2 separate regions of the Mus musculus genome follow, and region 2 is linked to region 1. A link is a contact called in public Hi-C data. All regions are on one chromosome and are shown on one strand. The core of a region is the stretch at or near the end of the contact, and the rest is flanking DNA. Distances in the headings are between cores, read along the strand shown. Region 1 overlaps Sv2b (synaptic vesicle glycoprotein 2 b). Region 2 overlaps 1500012K07Rik (RIKEN cDNA 1500012K07 gene).

Evidence for each region. A called contact is a pair of places that touch in the nucleus more often than the background predicts.
Region 2: a contact with region 1 is called in a Hi-C map of cortical neurons, with 2.4 times the contacts expected there. The contact joins two enhancer-like sites. A contact is called at or near these places in 3 of 484 Hi-C or Micro-C datasets (cortical neurons, nephron progenitors and uterus).

What each region holds. Positions count from the first base shown.
Region 1 is chr7:75,206,667-75,213,259 of GRCm38.p6, forward strand. It overlaps Sv2b (synaptic vesicle glycoprotein 2 b), which reads right to left. Exons shown (of 13, transcript NM_153579.4): 2 at 1-256. Among named protein-coding and RNA genes, the nearest start is that of 1500012K07Rik, 99 kb to the right of the region's middle. Within about 2 kb of position 2,650, at least 17 of the 459 cell types and tissues checked have an H3K27ac peak or open chromatin away from gene starts, as enhancers often do. A contact at or near this core is called in cortical neurons, where this site is marked.
Region 2 is chr7:75,326,410-75,333,175 of GRCm38.p6, forward strand. It overlaps 1500012K07Rik (RIKEN cDNA 1500012K07 gene), which reads left to right. Exons shown (of 3, transcript NR_045814.1): 3 at 2,996-5,010. Among named protein-coding and RNA genes, the nearest start is that of Sv2b, 21 kb to the left of the region's middle. Within about 2 kb of position 3,427, at least 34 of the 459 cell types and tissues checked have an H3K27ac peak or open chromatin away from gene starts, as enhancers often do. A contact at or near this core is called in cortical neurons, where this site is marked.

The DNA.
Region 1 (6,593 bases), core at 1,400-3,899:
TTTCAATAAAATCACCTTTTCAATTTGTTTCTCAAATCAACCAAATTCATACAAAGACAACCTAAGTAGCCTTTTGTGCTGGTGTGTGTTAAACGTCTTCGGAAAGTATCAAATTCTGGTCTGTTCTCCTTATATGACCCAGAGGCTTGTGCTGGGAGTAACTAAAAATGGGTCCAGCTGCTCTCTTTGACAAGGTCGGAGCAGTGCTTGGCAGCTCACTGGCTGTGATGTTTGTCCTTCTCCTGAAGGTTATAGCCTAGGAATAGAGACAGAAAAAATAGTTAGAACAGTCTGAATAGATAGACTAGTTAGAAAAGTCTGAGATTCTGACATGATCTTTGAATTAAATGAAGATATTTACTAATACTCATATTTCATGTGTAAGGTGAAGCATATTTTGGTTAGACATTTGAACTCACATAAGCTAAGTGAGGAAGGAATTGTAAGGGTAGTGAATGCAACCATGGGTAGAGAAGCTCTTTGAGCTTTGAAGAACCCGGTGAAGGTCAAAGATCAGATCTTATACAGGAATTCAAAAGGAAGTGGTCAAGGAATTTTTCAGTACAAGGCTATTTTGTGTTACGGGTTTCCTTTGAACTTATCAAGCTTTTGCCAACAGTAGAACTATCCCATGGGTCAATTTCTCTTGTGAAAATGTATGCTTTTCCAGCTTCAATATGAAGTAATTGTATCACTTTACATTTAGAAGTATAGAATGCAGAAATAGCTTTCTCTAGAGCCCAGCTTGCTTTTGAGATCAGCACTGTGGCTCAAAGGCCTCTATGACCTTGTACTTGGCTCAAATGGGTAAGAACAGGAGTCAAATATGAGACTCAGAGCCATATCTCCCAGATTTTTATGGGAGACCTGAGGCTTGGAAAGAGTCTGTCATACATGAGAGTCATGTTTCATGAGACAATATTACTTAATGTATAAGATTATATAGCAAGTATCCAGCCTACAGGTCAATATTATTTCAGGCAATATCATTGTTCCTACTTCCATTCTGGAAAGCCAGGGACCAATATTGTCTAGGTGCAAAGCACTGTCTTATAACCCAGATCGAATCACAGGTTCGCTCTCTTGAGTCCAACACCCACGAGGTAGATTCTCTGCCCAAGCTACCTTCTAGAAAAGTGGTTTTCAATCTGTGGATCATGACCCTTTGTTGTCAAATGACCCTTTCACAGAGGTGTCCTCAAGCCATCAGAAAACACAGATATAGACATTCTGATCCATAACAGTAGCAAAATTACAGTTATAAAGTAACAGTAAACATAATGGTTTGGAGTCACTACATGAAGAACTGTACTGTCAGATCACAGCATTAGGAAGTTTGACAACTCCTGTTCTAGAATCTCAAGTCTCACAAGATTTGAGCCATCACCAAATGATGCTTACCATGTACCCAAGTGTGGACTGAAAATGAGCTATTTACAGAGAACTAGAGAAGGTGGGGAAAGTAAGGGAAAAAAAGCCCATCTGCCAACAAATTCAGAGCCATCAATCCTTACTAAGCCTCCTTCCACACATGGCACCCACTGCCTTTCCTTGCTTTCAGTAGGTGCTACGTCACAAAAGACCCCACACAGTTGCCCTTGCAGCAGCTGCTAGACTCCTCCCCCTGCCCACACTCTAAATCTGAGCTCTCTGCCCAATACCTGCTACCTGGTTCTCCCCATCTTCACCCTTAGAGAGACTCTAGCTCTGGGAACTCTCTAACTCCAATAATACAATGCATTTTCTCATGGAAGGAGGATAAAAAGCTCTGGCTCTCAATGCAGACACTATTGTGGGTGCCAAGAAGTACATGCTGACAAGAGCCTGATATAGCTGTCTCCTGAGAGACTCTGCCAGAGCATGACAAATACAGAGGTGGATGCTCGCAGCCCATCATTGTACTGATCACCGGGTCCCCAATGGAGGATTCAGAGAAAGGACTGAAGGAGCTGAAGGGGTTTGCAACCCCATAGGAAGAACAACAATATCAACCAACCAGAGCTCCCAGGGTCTAACCCACCTACCAAGGAGTACACATGGAGGGACCCATGGCTCCAGCCACATATGTAGCAGATGATAATCTTGTTGGGCATCAAAGGGAGAAGAGGCCCTTGGTCCTATGAAGGCTCAATGTCCCAGTATAGGGGAATGCGAGGGCAGGGAGGCAGAAGTGGATGGGTAGGTGGGGGTACACCCTCATAGAAGCAGGAGGAAGGGGTTGGGGCAAGGGGCTTGGGGGAAGAATCGGGAAAGGGGATAACATTTGAAATGTAAATAAATAAAATATCCAATAAAAAGAGAAAGAAAAAGAAAAAAGAATGGAATTCTAGGGCCTCTCTCTAAAAGACACCGAAAACTGCAGTGTGAAAATCAGGCCTGGAAATATCATTTTTCATTAGCCCCTCCACCCACCTGGGGGACTCAGAGAAACAGTACTGAAAAAGCTAGCAAGAAATACTAAGAAGAATGACTCTCACTCTGCTCTTGCAAAAATGTTCACCATCTCCACAAAATAAACTGGCCAGGCTGGCCAGGATCACGTCAGATTAATATTCTAAATTGGTTTTCATTGCATGCATTTAGGAACCCTGGGAGGACAATAAATCACACACAAACAGCAGAAATGTTAGCAGGATGCTGTCACATGGAGAAGGAATGCCAACTGCCTGAGATCTGCTCTGTTATTTCTATTCTGGAGGCCCCACAAAAATGTCACGAGCCAGGAAGGAAAGATTTTCAATTCTGAAAGCATATGTGGGAAATACCACTTTGGGTAAAGATTCTGGGACTTTCTCTGTGAAAAGAAAACAGGCCTTTGTCAAAACCAACCCCACTCACCCAATCTGGTTCGAAGAACTGCGGTGAATGTCAAGTGCAGTGAATAACAGGGGCCTCCCTCTCCAACATTTTTTTAGTTTGTCTTGACGCTTCTATCTCATTGAGAAATGCCAAGTAATTATATTTTTAACAGAATGTTTTCTGGAGAACACACCAATTAGTCATTTGCAACACTGTGAGTTAAATTGCTTCCTTCACAAAGGATAAACTGAACCCTGACCCTCAGGATCTCAGAGTGTAATCTCATTAAGAATAGAGCCTAAGACTGGAGAGGCTGATCGGTGGGTTAGTGCTTGATGGACAAGCATGAGAACCTGAGTCAGATGCCCAGGAAGCACTTGGGCGATAGGAAACGGGGCTTCTTGGACTTCCTTGCCTTTAGGCTCGCTGGAAAGTGAAATCCTCTGTGAGCTCCACTTTTACTGAGAGATCCTGCTTCAACATGTGTGTGTGTCAGAGATAGCCAGAAAGAAAGGCATCCAGTGACTTTTTCTAGCCTAGGCATTCATTCATACACACACACACACACACACACACACACACACACACACACACACACGTAGGACATTGGGGGAGCCTAAATTAACTGTGACCTGTGAAAAAGCACATCTGGATGTGGAGACAGGGAGACAGATATGCATGGAGGGAAGATGATGCAGACAATCAGAGACAGTGTCATCTGCAAGATACAACAGGCTTGAGGCCACCAACAGTTGTGAAGTGGGCTGAGAACACTCTCCCTGATGGTTGTAAGAAAGAACCAAGCTGCTGACACCTATCTCTGGAACTGGGGCGTGGCCAGTTTTGATCCAAAATATGTAGTATCCATTACTTAACCCTTTGAAAGAACAGAACTCATCTTGATAAGAGAGTGGATCCTACTTCTACAATTGAGTCCTTCTCCCCACCCTCACCTTGCATTTCTCAGAATCCTTTGTGCTTAAAGCCCTGCATAAATGGACACACTTTAACCCCATTCTCAAGAGGCTGAGCCATTATGGAAAAGTAAAGTTGAAACAACATAGATCATCCCACGGTGATGAAACTTACATCTGGTTAATCTTCATTGTCAACTTGAATGGATTGAGGATCCTTTAGGAAAGATATCTTTGGGAACATCTAAGGGCATTACAAGACAGATTTAACTGATGAGGGCAACTCCACTCCATAGTCTGGAGTCCCAGATATAATAAAACATCAGGTGCTCTGCTCCCTCACTAAAGATGCAACAGAGGTATTGAAAACGAGCAGAGAGGGTGTGCAGAGCCAAGATCTGAGATTTCACCGGTGGGGATGTGAGCAAAAAAATTCTGGGCTTGGGGACAATGAAACAAAGGAGACACATGTGCCAGAAGACATGTGTGGAACATGTCTTGTAGGTGAGAAGATGAGGAGATGAACCAGCCATGATTCCAAACAGCCAACGGCTAGATTGCCAGTACTACCAGACCTCTGTCATTTCTATGTGATTAGAAGGAAGGATCTTCCTGACCCATTTGCCTTCTGGCATGGTAGCAGAACATATCTCAGACATTGTCGTGTATGGGGGACCCAGATTCAAATCCTGATACTGCTATTTCTTGCTACCTGTGTAGAAGCTACTAATAGCCTCTTGGAGACTCAGTATCCTCATTTGTTAATGGGAATCATAAGTATAACACCCATTCATAAAGTCGCCTTGAGGATTTGATAAGCCATCTCTGAACCTCAGTCACCACAGCTCCTAGCAACAATGCAAATCCCATCTTACTATCGTCCCTGTGATATAATGATTGTTATCTGAATATTAGAGATTAAAATGTATATCCAGGATTCCAGCTTGATCCCAGCTCTCTCCGCATGAAATCTGGACCCATCTGGGCTGGGCTAGTGAACCAAGTGCAGAGAACAAACTGCCATTTAGATATTCATTGCAAACTACTATTTTTCTAAACCTCCTAGGACTGATCCATTTGTTGTCTTTATTTAACTCTTACAATGTTAGCCTGGCTCTTTGGTTCAGAATCATTGTGCCATAGACACTTGTTTAGAACAAAGTTACAAACAATACTGTAATCAAATGATGCAATTCTTCCCAGAAGTCTGAACACTATTAGTACTTGAACATATTCATTTAAGAGAGCAAAGGGCATTCCAAGAGCAAATAAATTTGGTAAATGGTGCCTCCTTTATTCACGATTCTCTTTTGGTGACTCACAGCCCACACTGTCAGATTGAAAGCTGTAAGAACTGAACAAAAACCTATTTAACACAACAAAGAGACACTACCATATAGCCACTAGTATAGCTGTAATCAGCAGACAGATGACAGCATGTGTGGGCTGGATGGTGATGAACTAGAACCATTAGAAACCACTGGTGAGAGTGAGAAATGACTCAACCTATTTGGAAAATAGTTTGCCAGGTCCTTAAAATATTAAACATATATTTAAGGAAAGCCCAGCAAAGTCAATCCAAAAAAAATGTACCCAAGACAAAGACATATGCTTACACAAAAACTTGCACATACATGTTCACAGCATCTACATCAGCTCTAAAGTGGGATTAACACAAATGTCCATGAGCCCATGAGCACATGAATCAAATGTCATGTGTCTGGCAGTACAGTATGAGCTGACATTAAGAAGGACCAAGTTAGTGATACATACAACAGACTGGACAGATACCCAGCTAGTTACAAAAGGCCACAGATTGTCTCATTCCATTTACATAAAACATCCAGGATAAGCAAGTCTACAATATAAGGGGATAGATCAGGGGTGGTCTAGGGCCATGGTAGGTAGGAATGGATGTTGACTTCAAATGAACTTGACATAATTGGGAAACCGGGAAGAAATGGCAACATCCTCAAATTAGGTTACAATGGTGAATGTACTCACTAAAAATCATTTAATTGTGTGTCCAAGAATAGATATGTGACATGGAAATATTGCTGTAATCTATACAGAGTACCTCTAAAGAACTACCCCTACTCAAAAGGAGTCCATCTAATTTACTAAACTCTGTGTCTACAGCAGCCATAAGCCTCTTTCTCCTTGGAAATCTTGAAAACATGTATGTATACAGGCTCTTATAAATAGTAACTGCTATTTTTATATTTTGAGTCTAGATTTGAGGGTCTATTTTGTTGCACCTTCTAGAATCCACTTGTAGGAGCGAAAAGAACTCTTTATTGGAAGGGGGAATTAGGAGGCATAGCCTGGTCACCATGGGGGTTGGGGAGGGAATAAAATGTAAGGTTATCTCTAAGTTTAGTTGGGCTCTGGTAGTATCTCAAGGGCACAGACCTAACAGAAGACAATCCCTCAGGAAAGAGATAGGAGCAAGCACAGAAGAGCTGATACACTGGTGTCCTGCTTGAAGATGTCAGTAGTAGTTGTTCCTTTGGCTAGAATTGGCTATGATGAGAAATTCTCCCTGATCCATAAGGGCAAAGGAAGAACGCAGTGGGTACCCTGCGCTTAGAGGGCTCATGTCCTCATTCCTACTCAACAGGAATAGGACTGGAACATACAAGGAAACATCTGGCCAAATGTTCCTTAACAAGCATATTAATGGTTGTGCAGTGTTGATGGTGCACACCTTTAATCCCAGCACCTATGAGTTAGAGACCACCCTGATCTAGAGTGAGTCCTAGGATAGCCAGGACTACACAGAGAAACCCTATCTCAAAAACATGAAGAAAGAAGGAGGAGGAGGAGGAAGAGGAGAAGCTCACTGTCATCAATTCTACATGAACAGGAATGAGGTGAAGC
Region 2 (6,766 bases), core at 2,177-4,676, 120 kb after region 1:
AACTAATAACCAACTTGGTACATTTTATGGATCCGGGTCTTGTTTCTTCTGCATCAGTGCATTCTGGATCTTTATGTTCCATCTTTCCCTTCCTGACTCCATTTCCATAGCTGTCTACTCAGGACACCACGATTAGCTTAGTCTTCAACTTGCTGAATTCTTGGCTGGAGCCACCTAAATGCACCCTCCCTGAGGACTAGCCGTCATGGTACCAGAAGGTGCCAAACAAGCTTCCAAAGGAGGTAGGTAACCAACAGTCCTACCAAGCTATGTCACCTATGAACCACATCAATGACTAGCATGACACAATAACTCTCAGAGTACACTCTCGGGTGACACACATATCCTGGCAGTAACCAACAGCTCTCTAATTGGACTTAGGACCCACTCAACAGGAGAGAAACAATGCCTGGTATCAAAAACCTAGCAAAGTCCTCAGTGCTAGCTAAGCCATGGTTATTGGAGGAGAATCTACACCACAACTAATCCTTAACAATAATTCGTAAACATTTGTCATTATAATTACAAATAAGTATAGTCTTCGGCCCTCGTCAAGAAAACTTCTTTTTGCAGCAGGAATCACCAAGAAAGGTGATAATAACCAACCAAACTGCAGAGCTGTGAAGTCCAGTCCCAGTGGATATATGTACAAAATATTCCTGCACCTAAGGGCAGGAAACATTGAAGAAGAGGAGATGGAAATATTGCAAGAGCCAGAGGATCAGGGAGTTTGCTATGAGATTGTGTCTCCTAGGAATGTCAGAAGCTGCACCCATGGAATCTCACCCAACACAGCTGCCTAAACATGCAGATCGGGGATGACACCAATCTAGACCAGGGAAATCCTACAAGGTCTCAACCCTACACAAGAACTTAGGGACCTGAGGAGAGCTTAGAATGGGAGAAGTGGCCCTCCTCATGGAAGAGCACACCAACCTATTGTCCCACGCCAAACAGTCAGCCCTGAAGTAGCATTATACAGACTGAACAGGTTATATTTAGGAATATATAGGTATATAGGTATATGCATGCAGTAACAGTAGAAAAAGGAGACCATGATTTGAAGGAGAATGGGAAGGGACTCAAGAAAGGAAAGGGAAGGGAGAGATGTATTAAAATAGAGTCTCAAAAATAACAAATTTTTAAGTATACATCAGGTATTTGTACTGTTCTTTCCATGACTGCTTTAATAAAACCTGATGCATATCAAAAATTAATTAATAAATATTTGGACAGCAATTTTTCTTTGTCTTTATTCTTCTCTCGTGCAATACATCCCAAACAGACCTTCCCTGCCTTCTCCTCCCCTCCCTCCCTCCCAGTTTCCACCATACCTCCCTTGCCCCCTGATCTGCTGCTCCTCCATTTCCCTTCAAACGAGAGCAGAACACCCAGCTATATCAATTGAACATGGCATAACAAGATGCAATAAGACTAGGCACAAACCCTCAGTAGAAGGAAAAGGTCCCACAAGCAAGCTAAAAAAAAAAAAAGTCAGAGACACCCCCACTTCCACTGTTAGAAGTCTCACAAAAACTCCAAGCTGTACAACCACAGCATATATGCAGAGGGCCTCGTGCACACCAAAGCATGCTCCTTTGGTCTCTGTGAGTCCCTCCACCCCAATATTTTAGCTCAATTGTCATCATGTAAGGAAACCGCCCTAGCTGGATAAAGTGATTCCCCTCTAGCCTTCCAAATATTTAATCATAAGTATACCATGTGTACAGGTTACACCATAGCACTTATCAGCTTTTACTGTGGATATAAATTGGTTGCCCAGGTTTTTAGATAGGCTTATGCTCCTTCAGCCAAAAGCTATCTCTGTCCTATTTTAGCTTTCTATCTTTGTAACCTCAACACAGATGATGATGGTGTGTGTGTGTGTGTGTGTGTGTGTGTGTGTGTGTGTGTTACTGAACTAAAAATATTTGATGTCACCTTAAAGGCTCAGCTTACATCAAGCCACCTTGCAGAAATCATCCCCCACCATGTATGTGGAGGCCAAAGGGCAGCTGTGGGAGTTGGTTCTCTCCTTCCACTATGTGTGTCCCAGGGATCAAATTCAGGTCATCTGGAGGCAAGCATCTTTACCTGCTGAGCCAACTCACTGTCCCATAATATTTACTTAAGTGGAAGAAAATTTTACTTAAATCTTTTACACCTTCCAGTTTTATTAGAATAGGTATGTGTTCCTTCTAGTCACGCAGAAATACAAAATGCATTGAAATTTACCAGTTCTCTCAAACATGAATGAGGAGGAAAACTCAGAGTGACCATGTAGAGGAAAATTCAGAGTGACTCGTACTTCCAAGTCAGGAAATGTTGGAGGAATGACACACTTCTGCTCTCTGGCACAAACTAAATTTGTTCTGCTGTAACAATCTGCAGCAAAGGGACTGTGACTCTTCCTGGCTGGTGTCTTTCTTGGGTTGCTCTCCCAATCCCCTGGCCACTATAACCCAGAGCTTAATAATAAATGTAACTTGGTGATGCTGTCATGCATAATTCAACACTTATTGACTTGCAAGGGACCAGCATTCTCCAAGTGTTTGCAACAAAGCCATTAGTCTTCTATGCTTTTCATATGTGAAGACAACTCAGAACCAACTTGCCATCAGAAACGCAAGAGGACGAAGGCTACTAACAGCTGAGGAATCTACTTAGAAACAGCCAAGCTCAAAGCAGGAGCTTATTTTATATACTCCAGGCACCACACATTCACAGACAGGGAGTGAGAAACCAAGATGTGTATCTAGCCAGGAATCACGTTTCCATGGAGATCTCATAACTCCTGCACCTGCCTTTCTTCTCTTAGCCAGGGTGTTGTGTCCATTTGGTCTCTGCAGGCTTTGCCCATCTGCAATGCAGCTGGGGCCTCAGCTGCTTAAAGACTGCTAATAAGCCTAGAAAATTAACCCAAAAGCCAGACAATAATGTTTACAGTAATTATCTTGTGATTGATTGTCATATATTGTTTTTTTTTTTAATTTAGAGACAAAAAGACTCGGGACCATTTCTCATTGGCAGTAGCAGCAAAACACTGGAAATCACTTTAATGTTCAACATGAGGGGAGTTTTGAAGTCAATAGTGGCGTATAGCTGCATGTGACGAGACACTTTAAAGTGTGAAATCACTTTCTGGAAGATGATTTAATGGAGAGGAGAATGTATATGAGAAAACACAGCCTCCGACCTGAGTCTACAGAGTAACTCCAATATGCAGATGAAGATGAGAGTTTCATGCTTCAAGGAACTGATTTTATACAATTCCTCCAAAGTCTGGAGCATAGGATTTCAATGTAGCCTCTCTACTGCCCTTCCAGGGGTCAGATAGGCTTGCAAATGTTTGAAGAGTAACACTGACCACACAAAGTCATCCAGACAGACTAGCAGAGTCTCAGAGAACAGATGGCCAATGAGAGAATTGGTCCATGTGCCAAAGACCCGCTGGCTGATCTCTGTGGGTGTTTCCACGGCATGGGAGGAAGGGAACTATTGGCTTTATTCTGTGGCACTAGAAATTCAAACACACACAGAAGGCCAGTGGTCTCTGGGTTCATCCTGACCCAGTTCCATCCTCGTAGCTGGCAGATGATGCTCACTGGAGTAAGGCCCAGGCAGCAGCTTTGCTCAGTCTTCCTTGCTAAGCCCTGTGATTCTGCCCACAGTCACTAGCCTATTCCTTTGTACAGGTTCTATGTACACCCTAGCTGAAATATCTTTTTTTTTTTTTTTTGGAGGATGGAGAGATGATTCACCGCTTAAGATCACTTGTTGCTCTTGCAACCCACAAGATGGCTCACAACCATCTGTAACTCCAGGTGCAGAAGATTTAATGCCCTCTTCTGATCTCCATGTGCACTAGGCACATACAAGATACATAGACATACATGCAGACAAAACACTCATACATATAAAATAAGTAAATATAAAAACAATTTTATTTCAAAGAATTGTTATTATTATTATTATAAAGGATCTCATTACTGTGTAGTCCTAATTGGCCTGAAACTCTGTATATACACCAGGCTGGCTTCAAACTCAGATCTACCTGCTCCTGCCTCCCAAGTGCCAGGATGGGATTAAAGCATGCGCTACCAGGCCTGGCTTATTTTTATCCTTTGTCATTTATGTGCTATGTTTGTGCCCTGTGTGGGTTTGTGCACATTGAGTGATGATGCCCATGGAATCAAGAAGAGAGTATTGAATCCCCTAGTGATGGAGTTATAGGCAGTTATAAGTCATCTCATGTGGGTGCTAGGGACTGAACTCATATCTTCTGAATGCAATATGTATTCTTTTTAATTGTTTTGCTTTGGTTTTTGTTTTGTTTTGTTGAAACAGGGTCTCTCTTATGTAGACCTGGCTGTCCTGGAACTTGATATATAGATCAGGCTGGGCTTGAACTCAGAGATCCTCCTGCCTCTGCTTCTCAAGTGCTGGGATTATAGGTGTGCACCACCACACCTGGCAATATGTACTCTTAGCCACTAATCCAATTCTCCAGTCCCATCTGGAGCTTCTTCATCTTCTCTGGCAGGGGAACGCTTCCATCCTTTTTTCTTCTTCATCATCTTGTTTAACGCACATAAGCGTATGCACTGGACACTTTGAGGTGAGGGTTTTCAAACTATTCATATCCAAAGCTTGAGAACACATCTCTGTTAGGTTTCAAAGAACAGTGTTGAGCATTTGAAAAGCAATAGAATGGAAATTTGGTAAGGAATGACATGGACTGAGGGCCAGGGAATACAATGGGAAAAGTACCATAACAATGGTAATCAGACTTGCCTCCTGCCACATAAATATTTGTGCATGGTAAATATCAGAAAGAGAGACACTCCATTAACAATCATTACAACTTTTATTTCAGTATGGAGGGATGGAAGATTCTTTAGACATACTTTTTCAAGTTTTCTGCAATAAGCATATTCTGCCATAGAGATGCAGTCTACATCAGTATCTGTTTCCAATGACAGTGTGTAACATGAAAATAAAATCACATATAAACAAAACTGAATGTCTCTTTTTTGTCCACCAAATACAATACTCAAGCAAGCCCTGATCAACCCAATTAGCAATACCTGTGGCTCTGAAATATATTGCTGCTTTAAGTAAGCTCTAGATAAATTAATCAGGTTGCAGCTAAAGTCCATGATAAGGGCTTAGCAAGCTGGCTCAGCAGATAAAGGAGCCTGCTTCCAGGACTAAAATCCTGAGTTCAATTCCAGGACCCCACTTAACAGAAGAGAACTGACTCAATTTTCTCTTCTGACCTCCATGTTTGTCCCTTGGCATGTGTGCAAATGCACACACTCACACATCCACAAACACACACACAGTAAGTAAATACATAAAATATAAATAATAAAGGGATATTGTGACACACGCCTTTAATCTCAAGCATTTGAGAGATCTCTGTGTGTTTGAGGCCAGCTTGGTCTGTATAACAATTGTTCTAGAACAATTGCAGAACCATTCTAGAACAGTTCTAGAACAATCAAGTGTGTATATCTGTTCATTCATGCACACACAAACACATACACAAAAAAAAATAAAGAAACAGAGAAAAAAATTTTGCTTGTACCTATCAGAGAATATATTTCATTAATTCTTCCATAAATCAATACAAAGTATTTTGATTATTTTAATCCTACTCCTCTCCCAAATGTAATTCTTTAAATTATTTTAAATGTTGAACTATACAAAGAAAAATCAACACTTACCCCCTCAATCTACCTACAAAAGGTAACTGCTATCAACCATTATCAACAATTTAAAAGATATGTTTCCAGCTCCTTTCAGGCACATATATAAATATGCCTTACATAACATTCTGTATCTCTTCTTTAACAGTACAAGGAGTCGTTTTTATGTCAGTGTGCACAGGCTGGCGCCTTTGTCTAAACATCTAGGCAGTATTTATGTTCTACAGTCACTTTCTCCCCCAAGAGAGAGAAATCCTGCAGGAAAGTAAGAATGAACATGATGGGGAAACCAAGGCATTTTATAAATGGTGTAGGAGGTGTAGATAGTCATTTCAAACACTCGTGATTAGAACCATCTGTCGACACATACTGGAACAAGGCCCAAGGGGATCAAGATTTAAGCTTTAAGCATGAGGTCTGCAAAAGAAAAGCTGAGCAGATGTGTGTGGCATGGGGGTGTGGGGATGCGTCCCTCCACCATGAATAGGAATGCAGCTCTTTACCATGGCAGAACATCTCCAAGCAACAATGTCAGCATGGGTGAGTTTGAACACACAAATGTCTTACCATCTGGAGAGAGAAAAGGAAAGAAGGAAAGAGAACCCAGAAAGATAAATGAATCAGGGAGCCTGCCTTGGCCTTAGTATTGCCACTTACTTTGTTGAACACACATAGGCAAAAGCAGATTTCTTTATATCACTGTAAATGACACACTGTCTTAGCATGCTAGTAAGGTGTGCAGCATTCACCTCCCAGTGCAAGTCCGAATCCTTGACATCAGGAATTGCAGGTCTTCTTTTCCCAGCTGTACCCAACTGGAATAAAATTACATTAGAAAATAGTCTCACATTTTAATACACGTAAGGTTCTCTCTCTCTCTCTCTCTCTCTCTCTCTCTCTCTCTCTCTTTCTCTCTCTCTCTCGTGTGTGTGTGTGTGTGTGTGTGTGTGTGTGTGTGTGTGTGTGTGTGTGTGCCTACATATGTGTGTCTGCTGAAGTCAGAGGACAACTTGCAGTAGTTAATTCTTCCCTTCTATCATACGGGTCCTGAAGGT